Regions from separate parts of the Mus musculus genome. Here region 2 is linked to region 1. Evidence: chromatin contacts called from public ChIA-PET data. All regions are on one chromosome and are shown on one strand. Each heading gives the region's core, a stretch centred on a gene start, on an enhancer-like site or on the middle of the called end of the contact. The rest is flanking DNA. Distances are from core to core; before and after follow the strand shown.

Evidence for each region. ChIA-PET counts read pairs in DNA pulled down with a chosen protein or histone mark.
Region 2: an RNA polymerase II ChIA-PET map of memory CD8 T cells shows a contact between it and region 1, with 8 read pairs. The contact joins two enhancer-like sites. A contact is called at or near these places in 3 of 39 promoter capture datasets (3T3-L1-derived adipocytes, hippocampal neurons and pre-B cells) and 2 of 115 datasets of contacts at active chromatin or transcription factors (memory CD8 T cells and stem cell-derived neural progenitor cells).

What each region holds. Positions count from the first base shown.
Region 1 is chr15:100,902,890-100,908,188 of GRCm38.p6, forward strand. Gm52176 (a long non-coding RNA gene) reads right to left here. Exons shown (of 3, transcript XR_003951486.1): 3 at 2,250-5,299. It also overlaps a transcript of Scn8a not described here. Among named protein-coding and RNA genes, the nearest start is that of Gm52176, 17 kb to the right of the region's middle. Within about 2 kb of position 3,177, at least 48 of the 459 cell types and tissues checked have an H3K27ac peak or open chromatin away from gene starts, as enhancers often do. A contact at or near this core is called in memory CD8 T cells, where this site is marked.
Region 2 is chr15:101,144,118-101,149,422 of GRCm38.p6, forward strand. It overlaps Acvrl1 (activin A receptor, type II-like 1), which reads left to right. Exons shown (of 11, transcript NM_001277257.1): 11 at 1-1,219. Among named protein-coding and RNA genes, the nearest start is that of Acvrl1, 18 kb to the left of the region's middle. Within about 2 kb of position 1,539, at least 296 of the 459 cell types and tissues checked have an H3K27ac peak or open chromatin away from gene starts, as enhancers often do. A contact at or near this core is called in memory CD8 T cells, where this site is marked.

The DNA of each region.
Region 1 (5,299 bases), core at 1,927-4,426:
AAATGCTTTTATACATAAAACATGAGTATTTAACGAGGGGATGGGTAATTGTGTGTCTTGAATCAATCTAGAATAACCTGGAAGCAATGTCTTTATTTATTTATTTATTTATTTATTTATTTATTTATTTAACTTGGTTTTTCGAGACAGGGTTTCTCTGTATAGCCCTGGCTCTCCTGGAACTTACTTTGTAGACCAGGCTGGCCTTGAACTCAGAAATCCGCCTGCCTCTGCTTCCCAAGTGCTGGGATTAAAGCCCTGTGCCACCACCGCCCAGTGGGAAGAATGTCTTAATGAAGCACCAATTATCTTGATTAGTGGGAAGACCTGCCCACCAGAAGTCCCGCCTGCTGGGGGGTGGCAACATTTCCTAGACAGGGGTTCTGAGCTGTGTAAAAAGCCCCTGAGTGCCATCAGGTGTGCTAGTCTGTTGTTTTTGCTCTTGGCTGTGGATGTCATGTAACGAGTTCTTCCAAGCTCTTATGACTTTCCTGCCATGAGGGACTGTAACTTGGAGCTATGACCCTAATAAGCTCTTTCCCCCTTAAATTCCTTTGTCAGAGCCATAGCAGCAGGAAAAGTTAATTAAAATGTCAATTTTAAAAGTCAGAATGGCTAATTAAATAGTTGATCAGAGTATAAAATGTCAAGCAGTTTTTTCCTGCCTATGTAAAATTTGGCTTTTGAAGTGATTGCTCTGTGCGAGGCATTAAGTTTTGCTAGTAGTGTGTACAGAGAGAAAGAAGATCCTGGTTAAATCTGCAGAGGTGTTTGTGACCTCATAGCCAAGTTTCCCTAAGGGCGGCGCGAGGCAGCACTTAGGGATAGGTTGGATTGTGTTCGGTTCTTTAGTAGCAAACTGATCTGTTTGGGGGCCTAATTTATAAAGGCATCTGTCTGGCAACACAACATGGTCCGACTGCCCAGTTTCTCAGGGCCACACGGGGATACCCCACATTGGTCTGAAGGAAGAAGGCCTGGGAGACACCATGGATTGGCTACTTTGAATAATTTCAGTGGGCTTTGGGGCCCAGGGGTCGTCCTGGGTGGCCTGCTTTGCTCAGTGCAGACTGCATCTCAGCGAGGCGCACCATTAGCCATTACTTTAGCCTTGTGATCAGCGATGCCAAGAAATCCAAGAAAGCAGAGAATGCCAGCATCACCTCCCCCCTCAACCCATGAGCCGCTCCTCATCCACTAGCTGAGTGATTCAACGGGTTATTGACTGCCTACTCGAAAACAAGGATTCAGATGTACAGAAGAGAGGTCTGTGCCCTCGAGGGGCCCATGGTATTCAAGAAAAACAGATTCATTCACCCACTGGGCGAACATTTATTAACCACCTACCGTATTTTAGGCACTTGGCTAATCTCTGAAGGTACATTTTAGTCACACAGATGAGATGTTCATAAAGGAACAGTTAATATTTAAGCAAACACGTGTTTTCTCTTTTTGCTCTGGATATCTTCTCTTCCCCCTCCCTCCCCCATCATCCCCTCTCTTCCCCCTCCCTCCCCCATCATCCCCTCTCTTCCCCCTCCCTCCCCCATCATCCCCTCTTTTCCCCCCTTCTTCCCCCATCACCCCCTCTCTTCCACCCTCCCTCCCATCATCCTCTCTTCCACCCTCCCTCCCCCATCATTCCCTCTCTTCCACAACTCCCTCCCCATCATCCTCTCTTCCACCCTCCCTCCCCCATCATCCCCTCTCTTCCTCCTCCCTTCCCCATCATCCCCTATTTTCCCCCTTCTTCCCCCATCACCCCCTCTCTTCCACCCTCCCTCTCATCATCCTCTCTTCCACCCTCTCTCCCCATCATCATCCTCTCTTCCACCCTCCCTCCCCCATCATCCCCTCTCTTCCCCCTCCCTTCCCCATCATCCCCTCTTTTCTCCCTTCTTCCCCCATCACCCCCTCTCTTCCACCCTCCCTCCCATCATCCTCTCTTCCACCCTCCCTCCCCCATCATCCCCTCTCTTCCACCCTCTCTCCCCATCATCCTCTCTTCCACCCTTCCTCCCCCCATCATCCCCTCTCTTCCACAACTCCCTCCCCCATCATCCCCTCTCTTCCTCTCTCCCTCCTCACCCTGTCATGTGCAGCCATCGTTTTGGATTCAGGGGAGCTGGAGCCCAGACTTTTCACACTATGAAGAACCTGAGTGGAGGAATCTGCACACAGATTCTCTCTAAAGGGAAAAAAAAAAAAAAAAAAAAAAAAACCTCAGAAAACCTTTACTTAGTCGGTTGAGCTTTTCATGGTTGCTTCTCACAGCATTGGCAGGAAGTGGCCAGGAAGTGGGGAGATTAGAGGCTCTGGGGCACACTGGAGGCTGTGAGGACAGCTCTACACGGTTAGGTTTGCTGTCAACAGACTGCCTGGATACCCTCCCTTTTCTAAAGCCTCAGGTTTGTCATTCAGAGAATTGAATTTGTGGTTGTGATTTGTTCTGTCTACCACTGTTGTTAAAAAAGGAAGTAAGATACTAATCATATAATTTAGTGTGCCTACAAATAAAAAATGCTTTTATATATAAAACATGGGTGTATAACAAGGGGATGGATAATTGTGTGTCTTTGTTTGTTTCTGACATTGACTTCAAGAAGTGAGACCCGAGAGCCCTTGTCTTTGTTTCCGAACAAATGTCTTCCTAATGTATGGCTGTAATGTAGTAGCCGGTTGTTTTCTGATACTTGCTATTTTTAATAAATGAGTCTTGGGATTTCAAGGGCAATAACTAAAGAATATTTTTTAGTTTTCTTCAAGATCTAGGATGCGTAGTATATTCTAGGCACTCAGCTACTATTTGTTAGTTTATTGATATTTGTTGACTGTTTAACATACCCAAATAAGCTTCGAAGACTGATTCCAAAGCAGGATGTATTCGAGTAAGTGAGAGGTCTGTGTGTGTCGAATGTGGTTATCGTGAAGCTGGGAGCATGGTCCTGACGCAGGCCCTAAGGCACTCTAAGTTTCCTGTGGGAAGCAGGATAACTAGCCAGTGGGAGAATCTGAGGTAGTAATGAAAATGGGGTTTGAGCTGATGGGCTGATGAGGTGGGGTGGAAGTGAAGGTCATATTGGTGAGGCTTAACAACTTGTTTACAGTTTTCAAGTGAGCTGTGCTGTATAAATGGGTCCTTTGCAGTTGAGGTTTCCTGTTTACAAAGCCCTTTCCTCCCAAGAGAGACTATCTCTTAGGCCACCGATGCTACCGATGTCTCCAGTGGTATAATGCACGTACAGTGTTGCAGGTTTCCGTGTTGGCTTTTGGCAGTTCTGCAGTCGAGCTGAGCGGACCAGGGAGATTGATTGGCAGCCTATTATGGAGTCCTGCTGAGATTTGGGTTATTTTTCTTGAGAAAGGTAAAGAGGATTCTTCTTGACGGGAGAGATGACCGTGATTCCATGATGGCCCCCTCTCCTCCTCCCCCCACCCCCCCCGTAGATGAAGTAGAAGGTACCTCATGTGGGAGTAGTAGTTGAGTATGGGAGTCAAAGGCCTGTTTGTGTGCTCAGTGATTTGGTATTTCTCTTGTCCAAGAATTATGGCAGCTTGGCAGGTTATTCTACCCATCATTCCATGCAAATCCACAAAGCTGGGTAGCTTCTGAAGAGAAGAGGTTTAATGTTGTACACCAGGAGGCTGAGGGTCCAGACGTCACAGCACACGCCATGCTAAGGTACCAAGAGCTACTTTTCCTGAGGGAATGTCCCTGAAACTTGTCAGGCAGCAGCACAGGAGCCAGACTGTGTTAGTGCCCTCTAAAGGTCTCTACACCCCAGCGGCCTGCTGACTTACTGCTAGGCCCCACCTTATAAAAAGTCTCTTTACCTCTTAACAGCCTTTGGGGTGCATACTCAGACTAAAGCGTGGACTTCCTTCCACCTCATGTTAACTTAGTTGCATGTTAGTAACTGCTACTCACATACTCAGTGTTAGTCAGTGAGTGGACAAGATAAGGTAGACATGTTTCTTTCTCTTGAATTTCAGGATGAAACCTAAGTGAACACAGAGGAGTGTGTGTAGCTTGTTTGGATGAGCAGTTAGAACACATAGCTACAATAGCCCCCGTCTGGTTACTTACTACCTGTCTGGACGAGCAGTTAGAACATAGAGCTACTGTAGCTGCTGTCTGGTTACTTAGCTGTCTGGTTACTTACTTACCTGTCTGGACAAGCACTTAGAACACATAGCTACCATAGCGGCTGTCTGGTTACTTAGCTCTGGTGTGGAGCAGGGGCAACTCTTTGACCTCAAAATTAACATCAGAAATGGTTGGTTCAAACTTACAGGGGCAAATTCTGAACATTGAGGAGTTTTGTTGAAATGGGCTGCCTCAGGAGGTACCGTGATCTGTTGGCCATAGGTAGTATGGCAGTGGCTTTTTCTTGGCGATTCATGAAGGAATATATCTTGAGTATTTCTGTTCTGAAGATCTGAGATCTCAGATGGTCCCAAAGTGTTAAAATGGAGCTCCAAAAACTTTTCGATTCTAGGGTGTTTTGTATTTTGGGCTTCTGAATCAAGGATGCTTGGACAACAGAGTCCTTCGAAGACACACTAAGTGTGGAAATCCCTGGAATCTGGAACACTTCCGTTCCGGGTGTTCCACATAAAGGACACTCGCCTGCACACAGGTATCAGGTGAGCGTTGGGCAAGGAAAGGGTCACATTCTCGGTACTGCTGACTTTTGAACATGGTGATTTGGTGATGGGGGTAAGCTAAGCATTTTAAAATGTTTAGTAGCATCTCTGCATCTACCACTTGATAATAGTGACACTCTCCTAAGCTGGGACACTCCACAGCGGCATCTCCAGATAGCATTGGTTAGTTAACCCTGAGAGATGAGACCCAGAGACAACTCTGGAAATGGACATTTGTTTTGGGGGAGGGGTGCATCGTGTGGCATAGATTATTAGCATATGAGAAGAGATTTCAAGGCCTGTGTAATTGGGGTGGTGGTTTTCTGTTACACTCCAATTTAGGGAGACTTTCAGGGGTCCAGAATTTTCAGGATATTCGTGATGTTGGTAAGCTTGAAAATGCTGGCTGTTCTTTGTGACTTTTTTCTGGGCGAGGCTCATGGGAGAGTGGGGAGCCTTAGACAAGGTCTGAGCAGAGGCATGCATCCTACACATGAGGAGCAGGTGACAGCCAAGCTTGACTGCAGTCAGGGCAGACCCAGAGGTCCTGCCCCTCCAAGCTGCTCTGTCCTGCTCTAGCCTGTGCAGCTGTACTGGGGGAGATGACATGTTTCTGGGGAATTTGTTAACTCATCATGGCCTGAATTCTTGT
Region 2 (5,305 bases), core at 289-2,788, 240 kb after region 1:
CCGTTCGATAGGAGAGGTCTTCACCATCTTACCATCTTAGGTTTTGCCTCAATGTCCTCTGAGGTGTCTCAGAGCCTGATTTTCTTTGAAGCTCAGGCTGTGTGAAAGCTGAGTCTTGTCTATTATGCCCTGTCCGCTGTCGCTTGAGTCAAGCTGGGGTTTGTAAATAACGGCCAGGTTCCAGCATGGCCTAAAGTGCCCCCTAGGCTAGTCTCCAGGCCCCAGTTCTTGCCTTAAGCTATGCTAGCAGCCACCTCAGGACCCAGGCAGTACAAGAACTTCTGACTCCCTCTGCGGCTTGGCCTTCTGCCCAGGGCTCAAGGGTGGCTTCCTTTGGGGTCTCCAATACTGAAAGAAACTTAGCCCCTGTCAAGAAGCCTCCAGCAACCAGGGTTCTGCTCCCCACCCCCACCCCCGGCTGTGACTCTCTGGCCAAAGCCCACACCCTGGGCCAGACCCCAGAAAGTGAGCCTTGGGAGAACGTAGCCTAGAGAAACACAGAGAGTCTGGTATTTAGAAATGTGAAGGGTTCACCCACGTACTGAACAGGTGAAACTGAAGCCTGGGTTGATGGACTGAAGAGAAGTGAACTGTAGGCGAGGCTTAAGAAGGGTAAAGCAGGGTTCAGGCAAGAGACAAGGTCAGCCTCCATCTTGGGAAGACCTGGCCTAGAAACTATTGGCCACTGAAGGGAGAAACGGCGAGAGTTCATCATGCTCCACACAGGCCCCGACCTCTTGAGTTCCTCCAGTGTGACCTCCCAGCTCTCCAGCGCTGTTCTCTCTCTCAAGCCTGTCTTTCAGCAATATGCAAGGACCAAGGAGAACCAGGAAGTGAAACGAGACAAAAACAGAAAGTAGTCCGGCTTTCCCCAGACCAGTGGGGGCAAAGTCTGAAGGTTCTCCCGTCACTGGAGCCAGGGAATCGCTTTCTTGCCTGAAGGATTTTATTTCTACTGAACTTGGGAACAAATTTATCCCCAGACTCCACAGTCAGAGCCAGAAGACAGTAGCTCCTCCAAGGCCAGGAAATCCTAAGTGGAGGTGGGGGGGGGGGGTTGAACAACTGGAAACGTGGCAAGGAGAGTGGCCCTCTAGAGACAACTATCTTCAAATGCTTCCCAGTGCAGGTGTGTGAGTGGAACCACACAGTTTGTGGGAGCACTTGGCCTGTGACAGGCATGTAGTAGGTCTTCAATAAACCATGTTTGACCCCCTGAGTTTCTGCTGCCTTCCAGGCTAGTACCCCCCCGCAGTGGTCCAGTTGCAGGGGTCCAGAGAGAACCCTAGGGGGATGGGAAGTAGAGCATCCCAAAGTACACACCACCAAATTTCCCTGGGACAGGCTTGCTCTAGAATGCCCCCATACCTAGAACCGTGCTGAGTGAGGTTCAAACTTCAGATCCCACCCGGGATAGACAGCAACCTGATCCATGACAGCCACGTCGCCCTCTGCTGGCCAATGCGCTGCCCACGGCTGCCCTGCTCCCTTCCTACAGCGGGCTGGCTCCTCCCAGTAGGCCTGGGCCCTCCTTCCCGTCCCTGCCGCAGCGTGCGTGCTTGCGTGCATGCGTTCAGCTGTTCTGGGCTGTAGGGACTGTGCCTGGAAACCACACCTAGCAAAGGAGCTTTGTGCTTCCTTACTCAGAGGCGGCTCCGCCCCTCCCTGTTCAGCTCCTTCTTAATTCCCTCCCTAGGTGCTCCCCACCCCTTGTCTGCAATTAGTCCACACCCCCGGAATGAAAAGCTCCCCTTACCTGGAAATCTCAGAGAACACCTCATGTCCCCTTCCGCCCCACCCCAGAAACTATGAGCAAAGTGCCACTGGAGGGGTGAGAGAGAATAGGAGACCGTACTGAAGGAAGCTGGGAGGAGTCTTTTGGTTCAATCCAGCCCAGAAATACAAACTTTCTAAGAAGAGGGTGTTGGACCTTTCTTAGGAAAACAGGGAGGGTGCCCCAGTTTCTTCTGCGGTTGACAATTTGGTCTGCTCCCCATGCCTCCCAAGTGGGCACAAATCTGCAGCCTTCTGCGCTGGGGTCGTGGACCTCTCCCTGGCACATACAGCAGACAAGACCTTTCCCGAGGACTCTGAAGGGAGCCCTCAGAGGATGGTGACACTAATAGCATTCCCATTCTCCCACCTTTCCTTCCCCTGGAGTCCACACAGCCTGGCAGGCCAGGCCCCTAAATGACCACAGTGTGGTTGAGGACCGGGAAAAGGGCAGCGGGAAAACAGCCGTGCAAGAGTTCCGTGTGGGCTGGACAGGATCTGGCAGGACTGACCCGTCACCATGCTGTTAGAAGAGAATCTTTCGAGGTTACTAGGACCCAAATTCTTGGCCACTTGCACATGCTGTTACTGCCTTGGGGGAAAAGAAAGAGAAATCGCAAGCCTCTCTGCTCTTTGCTCTGATTTCCTGCGGTGACCCCAGCCTCCAACTTCCTTATTACATATAAAAAGTGAGGAAGCATTTCTATCCCTCCCTGAGAGGGTATGGTTGGTAGGGCATGCAAAACGGAGTGAGGGTGGCCCCTGCAGCCTGAGCCTTGACACTGACGCTCAGCCCTTCCTCTGCCAAGGCCTCTTGGTACCCCGGCTTTCATGGACAGCTCCTTTCCTTCCCAGACTCCATCCTCTCTCAGTCCTACCTCACCCTAGCCTGTGAGGAAGGAGCAATGCCTCCCCTGGCTTACCCCTTGCATTAAGATCAGCATCCCAAAGCCAGGTGTAGCCAGGCATACCTACAATCCCAGCACCTGGGAGGTGGAGGCAGGAGGATCAGGATTTCAGGGTTATCCTTAGCCACAAGATGATTTCAGAGGTCAGTCAGGGATACAAACGGAATAAAGAAATGGCAGCCCAAAAGATGGCAAAATCTGCATGCATTGAAGCCTACTCTGGGATAGGGTAGGGGTTTGTGTGCCCAGTCCAGTGTCCCAGGGCTGGGATTGATGGTAACTGTGCAGTCATCGCTCCGGGTGGGCGACTCTTGAAACAAGCTGCTGCTTCTACCAGGACCACATTCCGTTTGCTAGAAATAGAGACAGAGGGCTCCTCGACTTTGCATACAATTTGCATAATGTCATAGACACACTGTCTATTTTCAGGCAGTTTCCAGGTTCAAGTGTTACCACTGTTGCCCTGAGGGGTGTCATGTCTGGATGAGTCTCTGTTCTTTCTCACCCACCCACTCCTATTGACCTACATCCCCGGCTGCAGGAACACAAGAAGGGGAGGGCTGCCCAGGGAGACACAGTGGCGGCGAGAAGCCAGGGCATACTAGATTATCACCTCCATCACCAACAGCCCCTCCGCCGGTTGCGGTTGCCCAAGGGCAACTGATAGCGGCAGATAGGACGAAGGATTCAAGTACCCCAGCTCCCTTCCTTCCTCTGCCACCAGAACTGCCTGTCTGAGTGTTCAGACTTCTGACAGTTTCAAAGCAGGAGAAGGAGGAGGAGGAAAGGGAGGAAGAGGAGGAGGAAGACGGTTAGACAGATAAATAGATAACTTGGGCTTGAGCCACCTAGATTGACTTGCTTGTCCCCCAGATAATTGCAATAGGGGAACAGCGCTAACCTGCAGTCCACCACTCTCCTGCATCACGTCTGTGCTGAGTACCTGGCTGACCTAGAGTTGTGCCCTTCACTAGGACTGGTTGGGATGACTGTCACCGAGTTGCTTACGACCTTGGCAGGTCTTTGGCCTCTCCTCTGAGAAGAAGTGAGGCTGGCGATTAAAAGAATTCCCACTTTATAGTGACTTGTCCTTGGTCACTGAGGCTCAGGACTGGACTTCTTCTCTGGGCTCCCTCCTGTAAACACTCAAGCCCGGGGCCCCTGCTGGAGTATACAGTACAGCTTTCGCTGAATGCCAGAGCAATGCGTCTGGATTCTGGAAATCCCAAGACAGCTCAGTTAGGCTGATCAGCAGCAAGGCACTACCCAGAATTCCCAGTCTCTGGCATCCAATTCCCCTGGACCTGCCTCATCCCTTCAGGCAGGCGTTTCCTGTTGATAAGAAGCTTAGTTACAAACACTGATAAAGAGATGAAAAAGGAAGTCGACAGGCTAGGGTATGGCGGGCATTAGGTCTGCCTTTGCTACCCCTCTTCCTGCTTGATGCCACACACCCCTTCCCCCCACCCCCACCCCGCAACCATTTCCCAGAACTGCGCAGAAAACAGGCCCCCACCTCCACTCCCTATTTTGGAGACTCCCGTTATTTGGCCCGAAGTCTTACATAGTTCTCAGAACCCTGGGAGAGGAGCTTTGGAAGCAGGAAGCACTGAGTGCCGGGTCCCCCCAACCCCAAGTCCAGGGGCAAGGGCCGAGGCACAGAAAGTACTGCCCCACAGGTTGGGTTCCATCTGAGATCTTGTCTGCCCTTTTCTCAGAGGCCTGGATCAAAGCTGTGCTTTAGTGGCTGCTGGCTGGTCTCTAATTAGTAGATTTTTTTCCCCATCATTTTATTCTCGGGGTTACTGATGGGAAGTCTCGCTAATTTCCAGTTGACTAATTTGGAACCTGTGATCCTTCAGGACAAATGCTTCAGGCAGATGCTTAGAATAAGAAGCAAAGCAAACAAGTAGGGTTTAGATTACAGAGGCTGCTTTCTAAGCGCCCTGCCTGCAGTTACACCAGGTGGGTGAGGAGGCTCAGCCTGCTTCTGGGCTTCAAATTGTCCTTATTCAGGGACAGAAGGTACCACGATTTGATGTTGGACGTTGGACTTTTTTTTTTTTTTTTTTTTTTTTGTCTCCCCACAGATGCAACTCCTTAACAAAGCCGTCAAGCACACATAAATAGACTGGGTAGGTCTGTGTGCTCAAAGTTTAAAGTGAACGTCAGTACCCTGGGCCTGTGGCACTGTATTGAACACCTGCCTAGCACACACGGAGCCCAGGGTTCCATCCTCAGCACCACAAGTAAAACAGAATAAAAGGGGCTGGAGAGACAGCTCACTGGTTAAAAGCACTGACTGCTCTGCCTCAGGACCCACGTTCACTCCCCAGCACCCACATGGCAGCTTACATGACTTCTATTTCCAGGGGATCCAGTGCTCTTTTCTAGTCTCTGTAGGCACCAGGTACACTCGTGGTGCACAGAAATACACACAGTCAAAACACCCGTACATATAAAATAATAATTTTTAGAAATTAAAAATAAAGTAAGTTTAAGGGGCTAGAGAGATGGCTTAGTGGTTAAGAGCACTGGCTACTTTTCCCAGGGTCCTGAGTTCAATTCCCAGCAACCACATGGTGACTCTCAACCATCTGTAATGGGATCCGATGATCTCTTAT